Linked DNA regions of Gossypium hirsutum: region 2 is linked to region 1. Evidence: chromatin contacts called from public Hi-C data. All regions are on one chromosome and are shown on one strand. Each heading gives the region's core, a stretch centred on a gene start, on an enhancer-like site or on the middle of the called end of the contact. The rest is flanking DNA. Distances are from core to core; before and after follow the strand shown.

Region 1 (6,623 bases), core at 507-3,006:
AAGGATATTTTGCTTTTTAGTCAATTATTCTATCACTTATGAAATTTTTTACTCTATAATATCATATTTAAAATTAACAATTTAACGACATTTTTTTGATAACAATACTAAACACATTAAATCTTAAACAAAAAAAAATATTTTTTAAAAACAAACACCTTACTGACATTAGTTTAAAATACACATGATAATTTTAAGTGACATAAACTCTTCACTATACTTATTACTTAAAAACTCTTCACTATACTTATTACTTAAGAACTCAATATGTCGCATTTAATCAGTTAATATGCTATGAAATTGGGTTGGATTAAATGTAACATTTTTGAGTTTTTTTGAAGGGTTTAGGGTTTAGAGAAAACATAAAAAAAAATTACGCTAAAAGAAATGGAGAAGAAAAAAAATAGATGGAGAAACAAAAGAGAATGAAAAATATAGAAAAAAAAAGGAAAGTTAAAAAGATATAAAAAAAATTAAATTACTAAAAAGAAAAAAATATAGGGATCAATTATATAACTTAACCTAAATTTTTCATTTGAAATGATGATTTAACGTGCCACGTCAGCTTACTGTTACACCATTAATGACAATTAACGACTTAATGACTAAAATATTACAATACAATAATGTAAGTGACTAAGACGTAATATTTTAAATATAAAAAATTAAAATGTAATCTGAAACAATAAAAATAACTATTTTAATAGTTTACCTTAAAAAATATTATTTTGATGAATAAAAAAATTGATATATTATTTGGAAAACAATTGTTTTTTTCTAAATTGTTTTAGTCAAAAAGCCTTTCCTTGAAAGGGTTGCATCTTTTGTTTCTACATTCAACCTGACGTATTTCCTTACGTCCAGTTATCAAACTTCCAACAACTAATCTTTTGTTTGCTGTCAACTTCTAAAACTTCTTTCGTCCAATCTATTTATTACATGCAGACACCAAAACTTTTGGGTTTCGTAAATAAATAAATATAATAGCAAGTGTTAATATATTATTTAATATTTGAGTTAGATATTTATGTTAAATTTTATTTTAAAAAGTTAATATATTTTGATGTATGAAAGTAATAATATTGATTTTTTATGTTTAATTTAAGTTTGAATTTTTCATAATTTTGTTAATATAATAAATTTGGTGTTAATTATAAATTTGTTTAATTTTAGGTTTAATTTGTTAAATAAGTTTAATAAATATTATTTAATTTAGATTTTAGAGTTGATTTGATGAAAGTTATAATCAACCTTAAAACTTAAATAAAACACTAAAAACTTAAATATTATTACTTTCAAATACCAAAATATATAACTTTTATTCATATTAGAAAAAAGTGTGAAACTAATATAGCAACTTTGCTTTGCACTTTGCTAACTCTGAAAGAGGAAATTGTTGAAGTAACTTGAGCAATTGAAACGTTTGATGTTAGGTTGATTTATTTAAATTTAGTAGCAATTTAGGTTCAAAATAAATAATATATTATTTATGGATAAAGTGATGGGATTAAACTCATTTCATGAGCTCTTGGGCTTGATGTTTGTAGTACAAATATTTTATGACAACAAAGGAAACCTAGAAATATAAAAGAATCTCCATCAAGAATGAAAAATATCAAGGCAAGGAAACTAGGTTCTCACATTGGGTGGACAAAGAAATGAATGGACAATAAGTGAAGGGGAGGGACAGGATGGGCCATGAAGGATAAGATATTTTCTTTTATTACAACAACATTCATTATTCCAATATTATCTGGAATGATTTGGTTGGATAACCAAAGTCACCCACTTGCTCTTCCTTGCAGCTGCAACTTGACCTCTACAATATTCAGCTGTGGCCCATACAAATTAAAGCATACAAACATTTACCAAGGGAAATAGACAAAGTGAAGATAATTCTTGTTTTCACTGAATTTCTTAAGCTTCTGCATATTATCTATTTATGGACTTCAATCATCATGGATTATAAATAATATTATTAAATCTCTATATAAATTCAATGGATGTTTTAGAAGTTGAAGGTCATTTACATTATTTTTATTTTTATTTTTTAGTTTTTGGAGGTTAAAAACACATCCACTCTATAAATAGGTAGGAATATAAATGAACAGAACGTTCGATGAACTGTTCATAAATTATTAGTATAATATTTGTTTATTAAGATAAATAAACGAGTATTAGCAAAATTTTTATGTTCGTTTAATAAACGAACGAACACAAACAGAGGTGTGTTCGGTTCGTTTATGTTCACGAACAAGCTCATTTATAAGCTCATTTATTGACTTATTTATGACTCGTTTATTTATTGATGATATTTAATTATAAAAATATAGAGTTGTAAATGAACAAGGCGTTGATGAACATATTCGTGTATATGTGTGTATGTATTTATTGTTTGTTTGTTTGTTTATTATTTATTAACATTGTTCATGAACATGTTCAATTATATGTTCATGAGCATGTTCGTTTAATGTTTGTGAACATGTACGATTAAGTTAAATGAACATGTTCGGTGAACACTAAACAAACGAAAATAAACACATATTTTAAATAAACGAACATGAACAAAAATTTAAAATTCTAAATGGACACAAACTGAACACGAACAAGCTTAAAAATAAACAAACGAATATGAACAGAGGTTTGTTCGTTCAAGCTCGGTTCATTTACAACCCTATGAATAGGTTTAGATACTCTTCCTTGCATGATTGTCAAATAAAATACGCCTCGTTAAAATTTATTAATGAAGAAAAAAGTCATAATCTTCTATTATAAGTTGTCTTTTTAAAAACTTTATCAAGAAAATTTAATGAGATAAAACTTTCGTTAAAAGAAAATAGTACATGTCCTAAATATCTTCTAATGGCAACTTCACTTAATATCTTTGAGGTCATCACATTTCAATTTTATATACTAATCTTTCAAATTTTGTTGGCAGCGTCACTTAACATCTTTTGAGTTGGCATATTTCAATTTTATATACTAACCTTTCAAATTTTGTAGTTGTTTGGTAAATAAATCCAAATTATCACTAAAATGAATTTGTTAAACTTCTATATCGCATTTCTTCTTAAAAATAATTTTGGCGATACATGTTTTGTTCTATCTCTCTTGATATATTCTCCTTTTAATCGAGTGATAGATGCTGCATTAGCTTTGAATAAGTCAATTGACCCCTTTTTTTTTCCTTAAAATTTATAGAGGTAAATTACATAAATTCTGAATATGTTGTATCAATAGCCCTAACCAAACACTATTGATTAGTCTCATGCATTAGAATTATTTCTACACAATTTAAAGAGGCATAAGTTAATACTTGTTTTGTTGAACGCCATGATAAGTTGTACCTTCAAATGTAAATAAATGTCTCATTTGAGATTGATCTATAAGTGGATTCGATAAATATCCAACATCTATATAGTCAATTAATTGCGACTTAGAATCATTTGAATAAAATAACACCATACCAATTATTCCTTTGAGGTATCTAAAAATAAGTTTAATTCCATTAAACTATCTATGTGTTAAAGAAGAACTCAATCTCAAAAATGAACTTAAAAAATATTGTAATGACCCAATAGTCACGGGTATTGGAAAATGTATTTTCGGGTCTCCATTTTCGTAAAATGGATTCGTAAATAATTATTTAAAATATTTACGAAATTAATTGTGTAGTTAATTAGGTTTTGGTTAATTGAATTAGTTTTAATTAAGAGTAATTAGGTATAAAGAATAAATTGCATAAAGGGTGGAAGTTTAATTAAAAATTAGAGAAAAAGTGAAAGATTAAATAAGAAATTAAACCTTACTTAACAAGTGTACGGTGATTGTGTATACAAGTGTAAAAATAAAATACATACGTATATAATAATTTATGTATACTTAATACTAAAGAATATATTATATTAAATTAAATTAAATTATATTATAATTAAATAAATAAACAAAACAAATAAAAGAAAAAGAATAGAAAAAGAAACAAAGTTAAAAATGAAACAGAGTAGAAAAAGAAAGAAAAGAAAAAAGGAAAGAAAAGGAGAAAAGCTAGGGATTTCAAAGTTCAAAGTTTAATTGGTAAGTCAATTGAGTCCATTTTCTTGTAATTTTTTTTTTGTTTTTAGAATCCTAGAATTAAATACTACTTGATCTTTGTCAAAATTTTAGAAATTATTAAATTATTAAATATTTTCTATGTTGAATAATTTGAGTATTAGGGACTAAATTGATAGATTTTTAAGTTAGAAATGAAAAATGATTGAATTGTAGAATAAATTATAAGTTTTGAGTATTAGGGACTAAATTGTAAAAATTTTGAAATTTAGGGATTTAAGTGAAATTAGAGAGTTAAAACTAGTTTAAAGTGGGAATTGAATGAAAATATAGAATTAATTATGAGAAATAAAGTTAGTCTCGGTTTAGGGACTAAATTGGAATTTAGGCAAATGTTGAATAAAAATTGAAATATTCAATGCGAAAATTTAAATATATTGTATTGATGAATTTTAATTGTTTTAATTCCGTAGCTAACATTGTGCCGGAAACTTCGACTAAGAAAGGAAAAGATAAAGTTGACGAGGAGTAGCCTGGAAACTTCGGTTTGTATTTCTATAATCCGAATTTAAATATTATTTGTTGTATTTTTGATTTAATGATTATGGTAAGTGAATGAGGTGAGTAATTAGCATTTTGATATTGGATTGAAGGTATGTGAATTTGTGATTAATGTGATATTTGAATATTGGATGATTGTGGCATTTGAAAAATGAATTGAAAGCCTATTAATTGTATCGGGCTGAGTCAGATATAGATGACATGCCATAGGACTGAAAGAGTTCAGGGATTACTTCGACCTCAAGTCGATGAGACACTGGGTGTTAATCTATTACTTCAGATTAATTCGATGAGGTACTGGGTACCAATTTACTTTGGTTTAACCGATGAGACACTGGGTGTCAAATTATTACTTCGAATTATTCGATGAGGCAAAGGGTGTCAAACTGGTGTGTTTTGGTTGGATACGTGTATTCGTCTGAGTTTGAGTTGTGTTAATAAGGGTGATTAAAAGAAGCAATATTATGAAGGTATTTGATAATACCGAATGTGAAATGGAAATGAGGCATATCAATTGAACATATTGTGAAAAGCTATTTGAGATAGCAAATGATGAGAATTGAACGTATTATGAACAAATTGATAAATTAAATGACTAATGTTAATGTATGATTTAATGTACATGTTATAAGTATTCGGATTATAGAAATGCCACTGTTAGATTTGTAAAATAAATCTGAAATAAAACTTAATAAACTAGGATCTATCATGTCAAATTATCAAGAATAAATCAAGAACAAAACTAGATGCGGAAGCATACCTGAATCCATGAATTTCTTGAAGTTTTACCAGATCTTGGCGATTTGATCTTCCAAATTAGTACACAAGAAATTTAGAGAATATTTTCTCTCTCTTTCCTAATGATAGGATATTAGAAAAGATATCTTGTGTATAATTTGGGACCATAACCCTAATATTTATAACCTTGGCATATTAGTTCTAATCAAATTCGAATTAGCCCATCATTAATTAGAATTTGATTAGAATTCAATTACTAAAGTATCTACACATATTAGACCCATACTTTATTTAATAATTAAATCCTAATAAAATTTTAACCAAATTAAATCATTTTTAATTTGGGATAACCTATCATGATAGTAAATAATAACATGTAATTACCCTTATTATATATGTGATGTCCATATTTTCCAACAATCTCCCACTTGGACCACATATATATACTAATTACTTAATAATTACATGTCATTATATAACCCTATGAGCTCAAAATTTTACTATCATATCCAAAATGTATTCCGAACAATCTCGTCCATTAATTATGTTAACATAGAACCAAGTCAACTTTCATTACATATATTGTAACTAAATCCATCCATGATCACGTATATTAACACAACCAAATGACATAAATCAAGTATGGATGTGTCGCATGGAAATTACATGCAATATGATCTAAACATGTCTATTTCCAACTGGTCCTCTTTAAACTTAAGTGAGGTCAGTACCAAAATAATAAACATAATGAATAAACTGAATATTTTATTTCTGATCAGAAAATAACCAAATACATAAATGTCTGAAAACAAACATAAAACAAATAAAATATAAACTCTGACTAAATCATGATATCCTCAAACAATGTAACACCTATATAAGCAGTGTGCTTATGAAAGACCTTGGGTGGTAAACTTTTTGTGAGCGGATCCGCTATCATGAAGTTTGTCCCAATGTGCTTTATGGATATTTGACCATTTTACACTCTTTCTTTTACAACTAGGAACTTTATGTCAATATGCTTTGACTTAGATGAACTCCTTTTGTTATTGGAATACAGTACTGCTGACTTATTGTCACAAAATAATTTGAGTGGTCTTTCTACATTCTCCAAAATTCGCAGCCCAGTGACAAAGTTCCGCAACCATATTCCATGGTTTGATTCCTCATAGCATGCTACAAACTCTGCTGCTATAGTGGACGAAGCTACAAGTTTCTGTTTGACACTTTTCCAAGATATAGCTCCTCCAGCTAATAGGTAAATATAGCCTGAT
Region 2 (6,566 bases), core at 2,130-4,629, 110 kb after region 1:
TGTCATTGATTCAAGATACTTAATTATAGAAATAGATTCATAACCAATATATATTTCTAACTTTCTTTGAGGACCTATCTTTGTATGTTGTGATGGAGTAATTAGAACATAAACTGCACATCTAAGAATTACAATATAAGAAATATTTGTCTTTTTACTAAAAGCTAATTGTAATAGAGAGCATTTATGATAACTCAATGGCTTAATGCATGTGTCATTGGCCGCGGATCAAAGCCTATAATGAATGCACACAGAATGTCCCATAGAAGTTAATTGATTAAATGAGGCTCATTTGACCTACTTAAACTGGTCCAATCGTGTAACATATGGAGAAACCTATCTACCTGAAGCTTTGTTGGCCTAGTGGAACACTTTAGTAAAACTAGAATTACCATGATTAATAGTTGTAATCTTAAGGGATAAGATTGTATAGAGTTTAATTCCCTTAGAACTCCCATCTTGTTGGTAAGCTTTAATCTTAACCATCAATGTATTTAAATTGTACCGTTAGATCTAGGGGAGCTCAACTATAAATTGTGGCCTTTCCTCCTATTTGTAATCATCCTACTTAGTTGTAATTCTTCAAAGTAATAGAAACACTTTGAGAGTATTACACAAACACTTGATGTGCTTAGTTTTCTTGTGGCTTTTTGTTTATTTTTTTGCTTCTTTGCTTAATAATTTGCTTCTACTTTATTTTGGTTTTCGTTCTGAATTCTCATCTTTTGATAGTTAGGTTGACTTAGGCGGATTTGAGCTAAGTTTCTGCCTAAGGTCGTGCGGTTTGGGAGATATAAGTTCTAACCTATTACAGTTGGTATTTGAGCCAATGTTTAGTAAGGTGCTGATTGAGATGATGAAAGGAGAAGATAAGCATATTGAGACCAGGGAGACCCGAGGGTAGAAAAGCTAACAGATCGAGAGATATGCTTTCAAATTTGTAAAGTGGAGTGGTCAATCTTGAGGAATCCATAGTGGTGTGAAGGAATTGCTTGAGGTAGTTGAGGGACACGTCGATGAGTTAGACTCAATGAATGAACAACTCCAAGGAATATGTGACAAAGGCTCTCAATTCCAATTTGGATGCAATGAAAGCGGCACTAAATATCATTGTGGATGATCAGACATAGAAGAATAATGCTCTCGAAACCATTGTAACAGTTTTAAAGGAATATATTGTGGAGCTCAAGGGGGAGCTTACTATCTATAAGTTTACTTTGGGTAATGAGATGTTGGTTCCGACTTTTAAGTAATGCAAAATAGATGTCCCTAATCTGAAAGAGTTTAATGGGATGAGGTTCGCAAGGGATGTGGACAACTTGTTATGGGGAATAGAGCATTACTTCTATGCGATGGGCATTGTAGATGATGTTACTAAGGTAAACACACTTCAATTTATTTTACTAATGTCGCTCTCTTATGGTGGTGTTATAGGTCCATGAATGAGAAATGAGGTAGGATTGTAATTAGAACTTTGGGAGGAGTTGAAAAAGCAATTTTACCCCCAATATGCCGTGAATGAGGCTCGGGCTAAGTTACGTTGGCTTATGCAACAAGGTACTGTTGGAGATTATGTCAAAGACTTTAGTGAATTGATGCTTCAAATCTTTAAATTGAGCGAGAAAGAAGCATTTTACTAGTTTGAATATGGAGACAAAACATGAGTTGTGCCAACAGGGTATAACTGAACTTATCGTAGCCATGACCGTATCGGAGTCCTTAATTGAGCTTGTATTAAGGAAAGACAAGTTTGAGTCTTTCAAGCTCAAGGAGAAGGGCAATGGTGGGGGAGATGAAGAAAGATAGGTTAAAAATAATAATGATGGTAATTGGAAACCACATAATGGGATGTTGAAGCCGAACAATAAACTGAATGAGATAATGAAGTGCTTATATTGTGGCCCGCATAGGATATGTGACTATTCGGAGCGATCTAAGATATCTGCGATTAGTAAAGAGAAAAAGAAGGCCAATGAAGAAAGGGTATTAAGGCTTGGATCAATGAAATGTTGGAATAGATGAACTTTATGAATATGTTGGAATAGATGAACTAAAATTCACTAAAATTTGACATAATTGATTGATAATAAATATATAGGATACGTTTCAAATGTAAGTTTGATTTCCACATCTTAAAAATAGCGACTTGAATTTGACGTTTTGGAGTTGCAAACTAAATATAATTTTCTTTCATAATTTAATTATGATTTTTGCCTTACCAAAAGCTTAATTCAGGCTTATCCTTATTTGCATTTCCTTTAACCTTTGTATATTGACTTGTTCAATTATGGGAAATTAATAATTATCACTTATTTCTCCTATGCATTTATTAAATTACTCATAAATCTCTAAATTAAAATATATTACGCATTTAAATTCATATCCTCCCATTGTTATCATTTAAATAGATTTAAAAACATATTTTTAAAAGTTATATATATATAATAAAAAAAACCATTTACATATGGGCCGACCTTAATAGTGTAAAAGGGATGCCTTAGTTGAATTTGTTACCCACCGAGACCCATACACACTAAGCCCAATAAGAAGATCAAAACGTAGTCGAAGCCCAACAGACCAGGTCCACTCCAGGCAAAATCTCCTCTGTTTGTACCACGCCGGAAATAAGTTGATTCAAACCCACTTATTTAATTCAATAGTTAGTTTAATTTTGGTAAGTGTTTGAAATATATTAATAAAGAAAATCATGTTGAACATAAACGAGACTTTGGTAAAATCCATAAAGTCAATCTCACTATTATATATATAATATATAAAAAATACAAAAACATGCTTACAAAATATTTATTATTTTCTAAAAATAATGATTTTTAGTCCTATTCTATTTGAGTTCAATTTGACACATGGATAGATGAAGTGAATCACAACCAACCAATCAACATATAATATATAGTAAATTGATTTTATTTCTTGTACTTAGAAGGAAATAAAACGAAGAGGACAAAAGAGTTTTTTGTTTCTATTTGACTAAGGTGATCTAAGTCGGTTGTATTAAATCATTTATGTGGTGGATTAATCAATTAAATAATTTTCTAAATCCACCAAATATTCTTCTTTACCGACAAGATAGCTGAGATCGCAATTTCTGCATTAACACCACTAGGATGATTCGTATGCAAATTATTGGATTGGAGGTAAGTAGTATATGTCACTTTTTTTTAAAACAAAAATAGATAATTATTTGAGGAAATAGGTATTTTTGGTAAGCAATTAATGGGGCTTTTAACATAATTTTAATTATGTTAAAATAAATAATAAAGGAAGGATTGGAGGGGTAAAATAACAATTACCCCTGGTTTGGACTTCCAAACCAGTCCAGTAGACCTTTTAACTCCACCCGATATTTTGGGAATATTGGCTTACCAACTGATGCTGTGTTTGAGTTCAAATTTCGAGCCCATCAAAGATCCAAAGGGACCTAGGCCACATGGATGGAAAAAATTTTGATTTGATCTCATAAAAAGTTCTCTAGCATCCTCTTGAACACACCCAGAATCCATAAGCCTCCGGTTTCCGAGCCTTTCCACTAAAAATATAGCATTATTGAATGTGAGTCAGAGAAACCGAACCCCCTTAAAAAATATTGACTTTGATTACGTGAGTGAAATGCTTTAGGGTTGTTCCACGTCCTAAACCCCACTTGGTTTTGATTTTCAAAACCCCCCTTCTTTTTTAATCTTTGGCAGTTCACATGCCTTGCAAATTTTCCCACTTTATTTATTCTTTTATATTTAAGGAATCTTGATGATATTTAATTAATTTATGTATAACTGTAATTTTTCACAACAAAACTTATCCAACTTATCATAAATGCATTAATAATTATTGGAAGCGTCTATTAAAAACTTCCAATTGTGTTTAATTAATTAATCACTTTTAAAAAATAGATGAGATACAAGGCTGGTTATTGGAGATAGTAGCATCACTAAGAAGTAAAGATTGCGACGCAAAGTCTGGTTTTGCTACTCAACTCTGCTTTGCATGCTATGCTAAATTAACTAATTACGCTCATCTCCTTATTACTAAGTTAATCACTATTGATAATTCAAGGACTAATAATGAATTTATGACAACTTCATCCTTCGTTTGAAGAGTCAATGTTGGGTGAAATACCATCAAAGCCAGACGGTGAAGTAGTTGTAATTAGATTGATTTCTTCATCTTATCTTCACTTTAAATCAAAATTTATTTTAACCATCAATTTTAAATTACCAACTATATATATATATATATATTTTAAAAACTTATCATATATATATACTCAATTTAAATTTATTTTAATTTAAATCTCAGTATATTTTAATTTTCATATTTAAGAGAGTGTATAATAATAATAAAATTTGTATTAGGATCTTTTGGGTGCTACAACAAGGGGCTTAGTCACTATTCTATTTTAATTTTAGTTGATCGAGTATATATTATTTAAGATTGTTTTATGTTTATACTTATAATTTTAAGATTTTATGCTTATGTTTTATGATTTACATATGTCTTCTTATATATATATATATATATTAGTGGAGTCTAAAAACTTCACTGATAGTGTACTAAATAATATCCCTTATAAAATACGCATAATACCCTTAACCTATTTATACAATTTAAAAGACTTGAAATAATTGTCATTCTAATAAATTAATTTTATTTAAGTTAAATAATTTATCTTTAATTAATTGATTGTGGAAAAGTGGAGGTTTTAAACATTGATATCAAATTCGAATTTTAGAGTCCTGAATTTGAATAAAATTAATGTTAAATAGTAAAACAGGCGTATATTTGATTTATTATTCACAGATTTCCCAGCTTTTTCTCCGTTAATTCCTCGTTAAAATGTCAAACGACATTTTGTTTTTATATAGAAAAGCAGAGTTGTTTTGAATTAGGGAGAGAAAATTCAGCAAAAGCAATAAAAGCTTGCAAACATCCCACTTGAATACTATTTTCTTCTAAATAAGCATTATTATATATTTTTTCCATACATGGATCTACCCCAAAATGACTTTCATTTCATTCATACAAAACACGGTCCTAATTTTCCACTTAAATCACAATATGCCCCCGTTGACTTTACTTATCGCATCACGGTCTCTTTCACGAATTTGCCCCTTTTATCACTGAATCACATTCCAATTCTTTTTCCTACAAAGCATGCTTCCCCTTATTTATTTAGTTTTTTCTTTATAAGGAGAGGAGGGTAAGATTATATTTGGATATTTGTTAAGATTGATTCCGGTGAGATTAATAATAATAGTAATCAGAGCCAGATTCAAGATTTACTTTAAGGAGGGCGAAACTTCTAAATCCGAACGATTTTTTTAACATAAAAAAGTATCAATTCTTCTTGGATACTCTCTCTCTCTCTCTGACATATGGCATGCGACAGGGCCATGTGAGGGTATTTCGAATGTTACACGGGTTAGCACACAGCTTGCGACACAACCGTGTGGAATTGTTTTGAAAGGTACACGGTTTGCCATGTGGTCAGTCGCATGAGTGTACCTTTTCACCACACGGCTTGGCCACACGGCCGTGTGAACCATATCTTTTTAAAATTTTTTAGATTTTCTTGAACTATCTGATTTGCTTTGAAATGATCACTGATTGTTCTTAAACTATTTTTAAGGCCTCGTAGGCTCGATTTAAGGCCCATAAGTGTATGTTTACTTTGATTTGTATTATTTTAAAAAAATATTGTTAATTATTCTAGTGAACTTGATGCTATTGTTATTGAATGTTCTGAAATGTATAGTGATACTTTATAACCCTAATCTGACAACGAAAGCGGTTATAGGTATTACATTTGCGATATGAGATGCCTCAATGTCTCTTAATTGATCATGTCGCTTACGTGAAGAAACAACCAAGTTGATTATACCAGTTAAGTATGAAAAAAAATTGACAAATAGGAATAACCTCCTTAGATGCAACTACTTGAGTTAATTTGAGACGATGAGTGAGGTAGTGAACATAGTATGCAAATCGACATTTTTTAGCAAATAACACTTGTATATTACTTGCACCATCATATCCTTGACCACGAATATCATCTACATTAAGGCAATGACACAAAAGAATTTCACGGATTGCCTTCTCCAAAGCTAACAGTGTGATGTCCTTCACATGAACTAAACAAAAAAAAATCATGTATAAAACCTTCTTTATCAATAAACCACAATACAATTTTCATTTGTTCTTTCTTTGACTCATCACAAGCTTCATCCACTATAATACAAAAATTTGAATCTTCAATCTTTTCTCGAATGAATCCTTGGATTTTACTTGCCAAAATAGAAAGAATGTCCTTTTGAATAGTCAGGCTAACATACTGTGCATTTTGAGGGGCATTTTCTAAGACAATTACCCCTACATCTTCATTATAAAAAGCCAATAGTTTTATTAGTTCAAGAAATTTACCTCGATTTCTTGAATATTGTGCTTCATTGCATCCCCTAAAAGAACAACCTTGAAATACAAGCCATTTGACAACATCTATTGACACCTTGAGTTGTAGTCTATTTCTTGCAACTTGTTCAAAATTCTGTTTC

Evidence for each region. Hi-C and Micro-C count contacts between places; a contact is called where the count stands out from the background.
Region 2: a Hi-C map of leaf shows a contact between it and region 1, with 2.0 times the contacts expected there. The contact joins two enhancer-like sites. A contact is called at or near these places in 4 of 34 Hi-C or Micro-C datasets (cotyledon, fibers and leaf).

What each region holds. Positions count from the first base shown.
Region 1 is chrA06:20,418,840-20,425,462 of Gossypium_hirsutum_v2.1, forward strand. No RefSeq gene overlaps it. Among protein-coding and RNA genes, the nearest start is that of LOC107951073, 20 kb to the left of the region's middle. Within about 2 kb of position 1,757, at least 2 of the 9 cell types and tissues checked have an H3K27ac peak or open chromatin away from gene starts, as enhancers often do. A contact at or near this core is called in leaf, where this site is marked.
Region 2 is chrA06:20,531,377-20,537,942 of Gossypium_hirsutum_v2.1, forward strand. No RefSeq gene overlaps it. Among protein-coding and RNA genes, the nearest start is that of LOC121231410, 14 kb to the right of the region's middle. Within about 2 kb of position 3,380, at least 5 of the 9 cell types and tissues checked have an H3K27ac peak or open chromatin away from gene starts, as enhancers often do. A contact at or near this core is called in leaf, where this site is marked.